2 separate regions of the Macaca mulatta genome follow, and region 1 is linked to region 2. A link is a contact called in public Hi-C data. All regions are on one chromosome and are shown on one strand. Each heading gives the region's core, a stretch centred on a gene start, on an enhancer-like site or on the middle of the called end of the contact. The rest is flanking DNA. Distances are from core to core; before and after follow the strand shown. Region 1 holds the start of ENTREP3 (endosomal transmembrane epsin interactor 3). Region 2 holds the start of RUSC1 (RUN and SH3 domain containing 1).

Region 1 (6,204 bases), core at 2,386-4,885, 72 kb after region 2:
GAGCCAAGATCACGCCACTGCACTCCAGCCTGGGCAACAAGAGCGAAACTCCATCTCAGGAAAAAAAAAAAAAAGAAAAGAAACTGAGGTGGGAGGGTTGTTTGAGCCCAGGAGGTTGAGGCTACAGTGAACCGTGATCATACCACTACCTTCCAGCCTGAACAACACAGTGAGACCCTGTCTCAAAAAAAAAAAAAAAGAAAGAAAGAAAGAAAGAGGATCCAGGGATGGAGAGAAGAAGGGCCAGTGAGTCCTTTGTTGGTCTCTGCCTTACTTCTGGGGTCCCTCTGTTTTTCTTGTGCCTTACAGCTCGACAGAACAATTGGCCCCCTCTACCTTCTTTTTGTCCAGTTCAGCCCTGCTTTTTCCAGGACATCTCCATGGAGATCCCCCAAGAATTTCAGAAGACTGTATCTACCATGTACTACCTCTGGATGTGTGAGTAGTGAGAAGCCTTTTGGAGGAAGTTACAGGTAGATCTCTTAACTGCTCTGGGGTCCGCTCACCAAGAACCAAACACTTCACCTCTATTTAGAACTCAGCAGCCTGCTAGCAAATGTTCCTGCCCTCTCCCCACTTTTTATTGTCCCTATGCATGAATATATTTTGAATTCTTTAGATGTCTTTGGGCTGGGCATGGTGGTTCACGCCTGTAATCCCAGCACTTTGGGAAGCCAAGGTGGGTGGATCACCTGAGGTCAGAAGTTTGAGACCAGCCTGACCAACATGGAGAAACCCTGTCTACTAAAAATACAAAATTACCCTTGCGTGGTGGCGCATGCCTGTAATCCTAGCTACTCGGGAGGCTAAGGCAGGAGAATCACTTGAACCGGGGAAGTGGATGTTGCAGTGAGCCGAGGTCATGCCGTTGCATTCCAGCCTGGGCAACAAGAGGAAAACTCCGTCTCAAAAAAAAAAAAAAAGGCCGGGCGCGGTGGCTCACACCTGTAATCCCAGCACTTTGGGAGGCCGAGGTGGGCTGATCACAAGATCAGGAGATTGAGACCATCCTGGTTAACACGGTGAAACCCCATCTCTATTAAAAATACAAAAAATTAGCTGGGCGTGGTGGCGGGCGCCCAGCTAATTTTTTGTATTTTTAATAGAGATGGGTTTAATAATCCCAGCTACTCGGGAGGCTGAGGCAGGAGAATGGCGTGAACCTGGGAGGCGGAGCTTGCAGTAAGCTGAGATTGCGCCACTGCACTCCAGCCTGGGCAACAGAGCGAGACTCTGTCTCAAAAAAAAAAAAAAAAAAAAGTCTTTGCAAGGGGATCACACATTATTGAGATTTGCTTTCTCCATCTCCCCTGTTAAGGATTCCATGAAGGCACAGTTGCCTTCCTTTCTTTGCTCTGCCATGTTTGGTGAATTAGTTACAGGGTGAGCATAGATGAGAAGGAGTCTTCATTGCAGTCCAGAAGGACTCCTCATCCTGTCCCTCTGCCCCTTAGGCAGCACGCTGGCTCTTCTCCTGAACTTCCTCGCCTGCCTGGCCAGCTTCTGTGTGGAAACCAACAATGGCGCAGGCTTTGGGCTTTCTATCCTCTGGGTCCTCCTTTTCACGCCCTGCTCCTTTGTCTGCTGGTACCGCCCCATGTATAAGGCTTTCCGGTAAGTGTGTTAGTGGTGGGAGAATGATGGAGACCTGGGATGGGCCCCACATCTGCCCATCCTTCAGTTCTAATTCTTCTCCCACCCTCCCCATTTTTTTCCTCTTTGTAGGAGTGACAGTTCATTCAATTTCTTCGTTTTCTTCTTCATTTTCTTCGTCCAGGATGTGCTCTTTGTCCTCCAGGCCATTGGTATCCCAGGTTGGGGATTCAGGTTTGTGAGGCTGTCATCCACCCTCACCTTTCCCTCTAGACCAAGCCAGCACTGGGTGCTGAGATAGGAGTTGTTCAGAAAAAGGAAATGTGGTTTTAATCCTTGGGAGGTACTAGTTTAATGGGATATAAGACATACTTCCAGGATAGAGCGCAGATAGCACTCTTGACTCATGTAGATTGAAGGGAAGAATGCTGCATTTGGCTAATCCTAGGTGGCCTCCTGGAGGAGACACAGAACCATAGTTGAAAGGAGGAAGAAGAATCCCCAGACGAGTGCCTGGAAGAGCTTGGAGAGCTCAGGGCTAATGGTTCAGAAACTGGAATTAAACTATGAAGAGAGTAGATATAGTTTGGGATTGTGGTGCTTGGAATACTGCCAGATTGACAGGGGAGCCACTACTGATGGGAAGGGTAGGAACAGGGGATGTTGGTGGCATAACCAGTGGAGAAGCTGAGGAGCCCCACTTCACTGGCACCTCCTTCCCCTCCTTACAGTGGCTGGATCTCCGCTCTGGTGGTGCTGAAGGCCAACACAGCAGTAGCCGTGCTCATGCTGCTGGTCGCCCTGCTCTTCACTGGCATTGCTGTGCTAGGAATTGTCATGCTGAAACGGGTGAGGGCTGTGTTGAAGGTGGGGCTGGGAGGGTGAGATCATGGGTCCCCAGGGGCCTGGGTGGAACATTCAGGAGCAACCAGCACAGGTCAGGCTGCTGGGTGGTTCTCAGCTAATGGACCTCTGGGGTGTGTGTTTCTGTGTGTGAGTGTGTATGCTGGGCAGCAGGCTGCTGAGTGGTAGTGATGCTGTTAGGCTGGGGTGGGGAACCAGTGGCTGGAATGTGCTGCAATGTCTTTGTCCTCTACTTGCAGATCCACTCCTTATACCGCCGCACAGGTGCCAGCTTTCAGAAGGCCCAGCAAGAATTTGCTGCTGGTGTCTTCTCCAACCCTGCGGTGCGAACCGCAGCTGCCAATGCAGCTGCTGGGGCTGCTGAAAATGCCTTCCGGGCCCCGTGACCCCTGACTGGGATGCCCTCGCCCTGCCACTTGAGGGAGCTGACTTAGCTCCCGTCCCTAAGGTCTCTGGGACTTGGAGAGACATCAGTACCTGATGGCTCCTCCGTAGTGCTCCCAATCCAATGGCCATGACTGCTGAACCTGACAGGCGTGTGGAGAGTCCACTGTGACCTAGTCCCCCCATCAGGCCACACTGCTGCCACCTCTCACACGCCCCAACCCAGCTTCCCTTTGCTGTGCCACAGCTGTTGCTTCGGTTATTTAAATAAAAAGAAAGTGGAACTGGAACTGACATCCCCGTTTCCTGAATCTTCATTGGGAATTAGGCCTTATGAAAGAGGAGAGTGTGGAGTGAGGTGGGAAGGTCGGACCCGGCTTTAGTGTAAACTGGGAGATAGGAGGGGCAGGGCGGTGGAGCCCCGGTGGCTAGCGCAGGAAGGAGGTGGGAAGTCCACGGAAACGCGAAACCGGGAGACGCCAGGGAGCCCTGCTCCCCACCCCTCTCCATTAATGACGGGGAAGAGCCACCGCCTCTGCCGGGAATGCCAAGGAATACGCGGGCCTGGAGCCTGAAAAGCTGGGTGGGGCTCAAGTGGACGCCCAAAGGATCATTAGCAGCCTAGCCAGGGTCCAGAGAGAGGAAGCGACCGGTGGAGGTAGATCCAACTGCCTAGCCCTGCCGCGGGATCCCCCCAACCCCAACCCCTGACAGGGTCTCAGTCCCGAACTACAACTCCCGGGGTGCACCGCGCCGGCCCTCGCCGCCACGCCCCTCCATCCCGCACCATCCCCATTCCCATCCCCCTCTAGTCCCCGACCTGCGGCAGCCGGAGCTCAGGGAGCGGAGCGTGGTGGGGAGGCGAGCGGGACAAGCGACACAGGAGACAGCGGCGCCGCGGCCTCTCCCCACCAGGCGGCCCCGGATCCCACTGGACACCCTGAGGGCACACCGACCCCTCCCCTCTTCTCTAGACTTCTTTCCATCCTTCCCACTTTTACCCTCTCCATCCCTCCCTGGGCTCTGAGCCGCCGCCCCCTCCTCACTCCTGGACTGGCCCTTCTCGGTGCCCCTGTTTCCTAGGGAGATGCGATGAGCCGGTGCCCCCGCGTCCTCATCGTCGCCCGGGGCACGGTGCCCGTCCAGTGCCCGTGGTGGGGAGGGAGCACTCCGCGGTCCCTCCGTGACGCCCCTCCCTTGGCTTCCCCCACAGCTGGCGTCCCTCGGCCATGCCCCAGGGGACCCAGCCAGGGGGTGGGCTGTAGAGCGAGGGAGGTGGAGAGGAGAAAGGACGGGGCCTTGGGCACCTCTGAGATGCTCCCAAGTGCCAGGGAGGGCCGAGCGAGGCGCAGGCAACCGGGCAGCAGGCATGATGCCCTCGCCTAGTGACTCCAGCCGCTCGCTGACCAGCCGGCCCAGCACCAGGGGCCTTACCCACCTCCGCCTCCACCGACCCTGGCTTCAGGCCCTGCTTACGCTGGGGCTGGTCCAGGTGCTCCTGGGCATCCTGGTGGTCACCTTCAGCATGGTGGCCTCTTCCGTCACCACCACTGAGAGCATCAAGAGGTCCTGCCCGTCTTGGGCTGGGTTCTCGGTGAGTTGGGTGCACAGTTGTTGGGTGCACAGTTGTTGGGTGGGGGAGGCTCCTCGGGCCCCACCCTCCACACCAGCTGCAAGTCCACATCCTCGCCTCTCCTCCCTCTCCTGGTCCTCTGCCTCCTTACAGGGCTGGGTGCATCCTGTGGTGAGGGGCTCACTCAGGAGCCTCCCCTGCCAGGCTGAGCCTGTGCCCACTCTGTCCCCAGCTGGCGTTCTCCGGGGTGGTTGGCATTGTGTCCTGGAAGCGGCCATTCACTCTAGTGGTAGGTGCCAGGGTCCAGTGCCCACTGGGAGGCAGGTGCCCAGCACCCAAGGGGAAGCCCATTTATGCCCTCAAGAAGGGAACTGGCTCCCCAATTGGTGCCAGCTGGGTGGGCACGAAGTGTCTGTGAAGGAGGGGGACTCTGTCCGTGGCAGAGTAGTAGTCATGAGGGTCCCAGCCCTGAGTCTGCACCCTGTTTTCCCCAGATCTCCTTCTTCTCCTTGCTTTCGGTGCTCTGTGTCATGCTTAGCATGGCTGGCTCTGTACTGTCCTGTAAGAATGCTCAACTGGCCCGAGACTTCCAACAGTGCTCTCTGGTGAGATTTGAGGAGGGAGAGCTGGAAAGAACTGGCCTGGGGAGGTGTGCAGGACACCTGAGTTTGTCCTGACTCAGGCTGCCTCACCCTCCCTGCTCCACTCAGGAAGGAAAGGTCTGTGTGTGCTGTCCCTCTGTTCCCCTCCTCCGGCCCTGTCCAGAGTCGGGGCAGGAACTGAAAGTTGCCCCTAACTCCACCTGTGATGAAGCCCGAGGGGCCCTCAAGGTGAGCTTGTACCCCACAAACATCCTCCTGGTTCTCACTCTTGCCTCCCTTCCTGGGGTACTCACAGGCCCATAATGTATGGGACTTAGCCCTCTCCTGATTCCTCTCCTCCTTTCCCTTCCCCAGAACCTGCTCTTCAGCGTCTGTGGGCTCACCATTTGTGCCGCTATAATCTGTACCCTCTCTGCTATTGTCTGCTGCATCCAAATCTTCTCCCTGGACCTCGTGCATACGGTGAGAGGGGAGCAGGGGCCAGGGCCACGCAGGTATGGTAGGGGCAGGGGTGTGTGTGCTGAGACTTGCCTGAGGGAACAATGGCTACAGATCTGGCTTTTGAGCACCAGGGGCTATGGGTTATCTATTATCCTCATCTATTGGAGGAATGGATGTTTAATGGGGAGGATGAGAAGGGGAGATGGCAGGGAGTGACTTAAGTATGTGATGCCCATCTGGGACCAGGAGAGGGGGCTTTAGAGAATGGGACTGGATGGTGGGGTAGAGTCAAGAAAGTCCTAGGCTGGGCACGGTGGCTCATTCCTGTAATCCCAGCACTTTGAGAGGCCGAGGCAGGCAGATCACCTGAGGCCAGGAGTTCAAGACCCGCCTGAGCAACATGGCGAAACCCTGTCTCTATTAAAAACACAAAAATTGGGCTGGGCATGGTGGCTCACGCCTATAACCCAGCACTTTGGGAGGCTGAGGCAGGCGGATCACCTGAGATCAGGAGAATGAGACTATCTTGGCTAACATGGTGAAACCCCGTCTCTATTAAAAACACAAAAAATTAGCCAGGCATGGTGGCACGCACCTGTAGTCCCAGCTACTCGGGAGGCTGAGGCAGAAGAATGGCATGAACACGGGAGGCGGAGCTTGCAGTAAGCTGAGATAGTGCCACTGCACTCCAGCCTGGGTGACAGAGCGAGACTCTGTCTGAAAAAACAAACAAACAAAATATAAAAA
Region 2 (6,533 bases), core at 3,932-6,431:
TCCTATGGGCGATGGGCCTCCTTAGAAAGTTTTAATTAGAAGAGTAATAAGATCGGAGATCTGGATTAATGGCATTCTGGCACCAGTGGGAACCAGCAGGAGAGAACCCTTTCCTTCCCATCCTCCCAGCCCATCAGCCCCATCCTCTCCCATCTGAACCTCTGACCTGCATCTTCCTGGAGACTGGAAAACCACAGCTCCAACTGCTTGGTGCTGGGGGAGAAAAGAGGGAATGGAAGTTCAGGGAGGTAGAGGACTCCAGTCCTTTCTGGGTGGAGGATGGGAGATGAGATTGGAAGGAGGGGGGGCCTTCTCTGGGGACATGAGGTACTACTACTGTGTCCCACCCATGATGCTCTTGCAGTCCCAGGTCGTGGGAAGGGCACTGGGAAGAAGGCAACTCACTTGAGAAGGCCCAGGATAAAGGCATGGAAGCGGCTACGGCTGCTGCTCAGCGGGGCTAGACGGCTGACCTGGCTATACAGGGTTCCAAGGGAGCGGGTGCTGGAGCCTGAGAACGTGGGGTGCAGTCAGCCAAGCCCGGCCCAGCCCTGCGCACTGCCGGGTCCCACGTCCTCCTGGCTCACCTGGCTTCACCGACGCCTCCACCACGCTCCAGGGGCTGCTCCTGCGCTGCCCGGTGATGAGGTCCTTCCGGAAAGGCTTCAGCCCATCCGCCACCAGGGCATGGAGGGCCGGGCAGAGGGTGGTCAGCACCAGGTGCCCCACATCCGGGCTCAGCCGGCTATCACCCAACTGGGCCTGGAGGCGGCGCGATGCGGATGGGTCCAGAGATCCCTCCAGCCACCACCCGCCAACCGTTCCCGCACCCACCGCGGAGCTCCATTACTCTCCTCATCCCAACACCCTCCCTCCAGCCACCTTCACCTTCTGCACCAAGTTCCGGGCGGCCCCGAAATGCGAGATGATTTTATCCACGGAGGCGCTGACGGCTATCAGGAGACCTGGGAGGGGAGGGAAAGGGAAGACGCTAGGAGGCCGCGCCCCTACCCAGGCTTGCCCGAGGGGCGTGGAGAGACTGCCTTCGGACAGCCTGAGAGAGCAGGGCCGGGGGCGAGGGGCAGTTCATTCGGAAGCGCGGGGTCGGGAGTCAGGGTGCCCTACCTTTCTTCTGCTCCTGCAGCTGACCAGTCCCACTCTGGGCTTCTGCCATCCACAGCCGCTGGGCTCCGGAGACACCGGCGAAGGACCACGAACTACGGACTGGCGTAAGGGAAGAAGGGCGCGGTGACACTTACCAAGGGTTATTCCGAGGACTCCGGGCTTCCACACAAGTTGTCTCCGGCGGGTCTCCCCGAAGGGTCTTGGGGAGAAGAGGGCAGGGCCGCCTGGAGCACGGGGTAGCTCGACCCGAGCCCCGGAGTGAAATCCCGCACACTTCCCGGCACTCGCTGTCCCCCAGCCCCATCCCGGTTCCCGGTGCCCTCCCTCAGGGCACAGCCCCCACCTCCAGGATCCCGGAAATCCGGGAGCGAGACGGCAGCGCTCACCTCCCGCCTGCCCCGCTAGGGCCTGTAGGGCGGGAGAGGACAGGGCGCCGGGAGGGAGGTGCAGCCCTGCGCACCGCCCCGGGGCCCAGTCCAGCCTGCGGAGCCCCGGGGAGCACGTGGGCGGCGTGGACCAATGGAAAGACAGACAGGGGAAAGGGAGGAGACGGAGGGAGGCGAGACCCGAGGATTGGGAGGCTGGAAGGCGCCGGAAAGGGGAAACCCGGGTCGCGCAGCAGTCTCTAGGTGGAGGGTGCCCTCTTCATCCCGCATGGGACTGGACTCGCGGAGAGGGCGTGGCCAGAACTTCTAGTGCCAATGAGCTCCCGGGAGCTTCACCCTCCACCCCTCCCGAGCAAGGTGGGGGGACAGGCCCGAGATGCACAGGCCAAGGAATTCCACGGAGGGTGTGACCCAAAGTCCCTAACAACAGACTCGCTGGGACCCCCTAGGCTTGGCATGGAGGCTGGGTAAACCCGTGTCCATTATGCCCAGGCGGGTCTGGAGGGAGAGGGGACCGGGCCATGGAGCAGGAAAGGCAACAACTTCCCCTCTCCAGCACTAGGAACGGGGCCAGATTCCCCAAAACCGACGAACTTGCTTGGAGTCCGCCGAAACGGAAGGGCGGGACCAAGCTGGGCAACCCCAGAAAAAAAGCGAAAATGGGGCCGGGCGATAGTGGGAGGGGCCTTGGAGCGGGCGGGGCGGCCCGCCTGAGGCGTGGCCCGCGGGGCTTGCCCGGGTCCGTCTTACGTAGCCTGGGCGGAGGCGATGGGCTCCTGGTCCAGCGAGGGGCCTTCGGCGGACGAGGTTGCGGTGGCAGCGGGGGGGCGGGTACCTGGCGGGGTGGGGGAGCCGCGGCGGGGAAGGTGCTACTTCTGGGAAAGAGCGGGGACAGCAGCAGTGCCAGCTCGGGGCTGGCCAGGCAGGGCAAGGCTCCCCGAGTCGGAGGCGAATAGGCTCCCACTGGGGACAGGCGGACGGGCAGCAGCTGCTCCTCTGGGGGGCTCGGCGCCCCCAGCAGCCGCAGCCCAGCGCCAGGCCACCCTGCCAGAGGAGCCAGGAGCAGAGACCCAGCTGCGCCTGCGCCCCCACCCTCCAACAGGGGGCGCCCGTCGGCCGAGAACCGGAAAACCAGGGGCCGAGGGAGCAGGAGGGGACCGGCTGCAGGCGGGATTGGCGGGGCCAGGCGCAGAGGGAAGGAGGGCAGCGGGATGGGCAGCCAGGCAAGGAGGGGCGGGAAGAAGAGGGAGCAAAGAGTTAGTCCCATATCCCAATGACCCACCCAGTTTCCCTTTCCCGGAGCGCTCCCTGGTAGAAGGGGCGGGGAGGATGGGTGACACAGAATGGAGGGAAGACAGGGGGCCGGGTTGGAAGCCTAGGAGGCGTGAGCGGCCGAAGCCCAGCCCTCCTCCCGCTTCTTGCGACCTCTTACCCTCCAGGCCGGCCTGCGCGCCCGGCTCTCCCGGCTCCTTCGCGGCTGGGGCCTCCTCGCCAGCCGCTGGGCTGACAGCCCGGCCCTCCTCGGACTGCCCCTCCGCTATGGGCTGCAGTCCAGGTCGGTTCTTCTTCCTTCGGGGAGGGACAGGCGGGGGTGGGGGCCGGGGCGGGACCAAAGCCCAGCCAGCTGGGGGGTCTCGAGGCGGGACTGGCGGGGGTGGGGCCCGGCTTCGGGACCGGAGTTCCTTGAAGGTGGTGACTTCCCGAGGAGGTGCCGAGGAGCCGCCCAGCGACCCCGAGGGGGGCAGCTCGGTGTCGGGCGAGAAGACTATGAGCCAGTCACTGCGATCTTTCTTGGCCTGCGGGACGAGGGGCAGCCCTGGGCCCCGCTTGCGCTTCTGGGCCAGCTCGTGGAAGGACGTGATTGTCCGGTGGGGCACCGGCTCCTCGCTGACGTCACTTCTCCATCCTCCATCAATTTTCCCTGCATCTGTTTTCGAGCCAGAATCAGTTATTCTTGTGTTGGTTTTCCAACCAGAGTCGAATTTTTCAGGTTCATTTTTCCAGCTAGAGTTAACATTCCCGTTGTTTTTCCAACCAGTGTTACTGTTTTCCGTGTTTTTCCATTCAGCTTTAGTTTTCTCTGTGTCAATTTTCCAAATTGGGTTAATCTTCCAACTGGGCTCCGTTTTCCCAGCGTCGATTTTCCCATCATCCGCCTCTAAGAGCTCAGAGGTAGGGAGATCCTGCTCCGCGCTCTCATCCTCTTCCTCCAAGCCTGGGGAAGGGAGGTCCTGGCAGGTGGTCAGGGCGTTGCAGTTCGAGTCCAGGCCAGGATCGGGTGAAGAAGAAGCTCCGGAGCAGGAATCAGGAGAGCAGCAGAAGCTGTCCGGTGAGCAGGTGCCAGGGCCTGCTGAAGCCAGTGGGGAACCTTGCTCCAGGGGGATGATACTGGGCTGAGGGTGGGCATCCTCATCACCAGGGAGGTCCCGCAAGTAGACTGAGACGGGGGACTCATCGGGGCTAAGATCTGAGCAGGAGCTGAGCGAGGAAGAGCAGCCTGGGTCTGAGGGAGAGGCAGCCCCCTCTTCCTCCTGTGATGGGTCCTGCCGGTTTTCTAGGCCCGGACCGTGCTCCTGGCAGCACCGGCAGGGCACAGCTGGGCTGTTGGAATTGGCGTCCACCAGGGTGCCACTGCAGGGGCCCCTGCTCTCCTTGCCCCCAGTGTCTCCTGGGGGAGGGGATGTGCTCAAGGGCCCTTCCCGTAGCTCAGGACGGCGGGACAAGTGCAGGCCCAGGGAGACGTGCTGGAGATGGATGTGATTGAGGTTGCAGAGTAAAGCTCTCTGAGGAGACAGCATGGTGCCAGCGGCGATGGGATGGCTTCTAGAGAACCAGGAGGGTAGGGTCTCTCACATCCACCTACCTGGCAACCACAGGTGCAGACCTAGAAGACAGGGGTGGCGAAGCCCAGCCAGTGAGGACAGGAGCTGCGGGAAGGACACTGAGGTGACTGACGGCAGCAGCAGGCCTGAAGGCTCTGGCTGCTTTGGAAGATATTTCAATGAGATGCAAATCGCAATCGACTGGCCATTAGTTTCCACTGCAGTGTTTGCAGGTGGAGTCGAATGTAACCCTCCGGGAATGGAGCCGGGAGGGTCAGAGAACGCGGCTGCGCTCTGGATTTCCGAAGGGGGGCGGGGGCCCGGAAGAGGTCCGGGCCCAGAATGGACCTCCGGGTCCCTGCTGCCGCAATCTGGCCCTGCCCTCCTGCCTACCCCTTACTCCCACAGGAAGGGACCCAGGGAGACCCACCCAGATGCCCTGAAAGGAGGCGGGGGATGGGGGTGGGTCGATATGCAGAGTTTGCCTGGTGAATGCAGGAAAGGGGTGGGAGCTGGAGAGGAAAAGGATGGAGCAGCCGTCAGCTCGTCAACTCCACATCTGCTGGCTGCCTCCGCCGGGCTCCAGCCTGCGCCCTCGCCCCTCAGAACAGCGGTATGTCCATTCTCTCCGCATTCGTCTCCATCGTTCAGTCACCACCGCACCCCTTCTCTATTCATTTCTCCTGCTCCCTTGTCCTGCCCCGCCCCTCGTGCCCTGGTCCATCGGCCTACACCCATGGGCCGAGCCCTCCTCACCAGGGTCCTCCTGGAACCGCTCCGGCCTTGGGCTTGTCCTCGGCTCCCACGGTCCCCGCCCGGCGGGGCACAGAGCGGGAGGGGAGGGGCACTAGCACAACCCACTCTGCGCAGCGCATCTGCACCCCTTCGCGCATGGGCGTGGCGTAGCTCAGACCCGCCCCCAGCGCTTAGCGTCTTGTGTCACCCACCTAGCGGGTTTGATGTATCCCAAGCTTTTGGCCCTGATGCCAAGGCCCCTGGGTCCCGCTTCTGTGCAGCGAGTCCTCCCAGCACCCCACCCCGCACATTCTGGAAAGAGCCAGACTCTGGCTGCGCCGAGCAAGAACAGAACCACAAAAAGGTTACACAATTATTTATTGAGAGCCTCCTCTCCCCATCCTTGCAATCTCTAGGTCACTTTTTCCGCTTGTAGATTTTGCGCGCAAGCCCCAGAAAGATGGCTGGGGGCAGGGGCGCTGCGTACTGTTCAATGAGAGCCATAATGTGGCTGTAACTGTCCTCCTCATATTGCAAGAACACAGCCTGCAGATCCAGCTCCTCATATAGTGCCTTCACCCGGGCCACTTTCTCAGCCTCCTTCTGCCCGTAATTTTCCTAAAAGGGGTTGGAAGACAGGAAAACGGGCTTGGCCTTCCCCAGAGCCTCCAGGACCCCTCCACTCCTCTCATTCTCATATTTCAGAACATCTCCAAAGCCACCCACTCCTTTCCTCCCTCCAATTTTCTTTTTTTTTTTTTTTGAGATGGAGTCTGGCTCTGTCGCCCAGGCTGGAGTGCAGTGGCCGGATCTCAGCTCACTGCAAGCTCGCCTCCCGGGTTTACGCCATTCTCCTGCCTCAGCCTCCCGAGTAGCTGGGACTACAGGCGCCCACCACCTCACCCGGCTAGTTTATTTTTTTGTGTTTTTTAGTAGAGACGGGGTTTCACTGTGTTAGCCAGGTTGGTCTCGATCTCCTGACCTCGTGATCCACCCGTCTCGGCCTCCCAAAGTGCTGGGATTACAGGCTTGAGCAACCGCGCCCGGCCTCCTCCCTCCAATTTTCAAGTGTTTCTAGGTAGCTAGGATCCCAAGCTTCCCTTCCCTATCCCAAATATTCCCTACATATTGCCTCAGACCAGGTGTCCTCTACTCCAGGGTTTCTCAGCCTTGGCACTATTGAAATTTGGGGCCAGATAATCCTGTCTGGGGGAGCTGTTCTGTGTGCTACATGTTTGGCAACATCTTTGGCTCCTGCCAGCTAGATGTCTGTACCACATGCACACACACAGAGTTGTGATGACGATGACAAAAAATGTCTGCTGACATTGCCAAATGTCCCCTCGGGAGAAAAACTGCCTCCAATTGAGAACCACTACTCTATCCCTTTCCACCAGCTCAGGGACCCACCACCCTCTCTCAGGCACCTTCAGGATCTGGTACTGTTCCGGAGTGGCCCGTTGCA

The links. A called contact is a pair of places that touch in the nucleus more often than the background predicts.
Region 1: a Hi-C map of blood shows a contact between it and region 2, with 4 times the contacts expected there. The contact joins the promoter of ENTREP3 here to the promoter of RUSC1 in region 2. A contact is called at or near these places in 4 of 14 Hi-C or Micro-C datasets (CD4 T cells, blood, fetal cortex germinal zone and 1 more).

What each region holds. Positions count from the first base shown.
Region 1 is chr1:111,730,175-111,736,378 of T2T-MMU8v2.0, forward strand. It overlaps ENTREP3 (endosomal transmembrane epsin interactor 3), which reads left to right and starts at 3,636. Exons shown (of 12, transcript XM_077943448.1): 1 at 3,636-4,435; 2 at 4,568-4,703; 3 at 4,909-5,019; 4 at 5,125-5,244; 5 at 5,371-5,478. The coding sequence starts at 4,945. SCAMP3 (secretory carrier membrane protein 3) reads left to right here. Exons shown (of 9, transcript XR_013397636.1): 5 at 310-438; 6 at 1,455-1,614; 7 at 1,778-1,827; 8 at 2,325-2,442; 9 at 2,697-3,137. LOC144330979 (a long non-coding RNA gene) reads right to left here. Exons shown (of 2, transcript XR_013397748.1): 2 at 1,921-6,067.
Region 2 is chr1:111,656,770-111,663,302 of T2T-MMU8v2.0, forward strand. It overlaps RUSC1 (RUN and SH3 domain containing 1), which reads right to left and starts at 5,182. Exons shown (of 11, transcript XM_077942748.1): 1 at 5,090-5,182; 2 at 2,944-4,395; 3 at 2,347-2,672; 4 at 1,126-1,224; 5 at 889-965; 6 at 588-762; 7 at 406-511; 8 at 167-213. The coding sequence starts at 1,174. FDPS (farnesyl diphosphate synthase) reads right to left here. Exons shown (of 11, transcript XM_077944131.1): 10 at 6,496-6,533; 11 at 5,430-5,686. The coding sequence ends at 5,486. LOC144330930 (putative uncharacterized protein RUSC1-AS1) reads left to right here and starts at 2,262. Exons shown (of 2, transcript XM_077944818.1): 1 at 2,262-3,840; 2 at 4,388-5,504. The coding sequence starts at 4,518. The coding sequence ends at 5,504.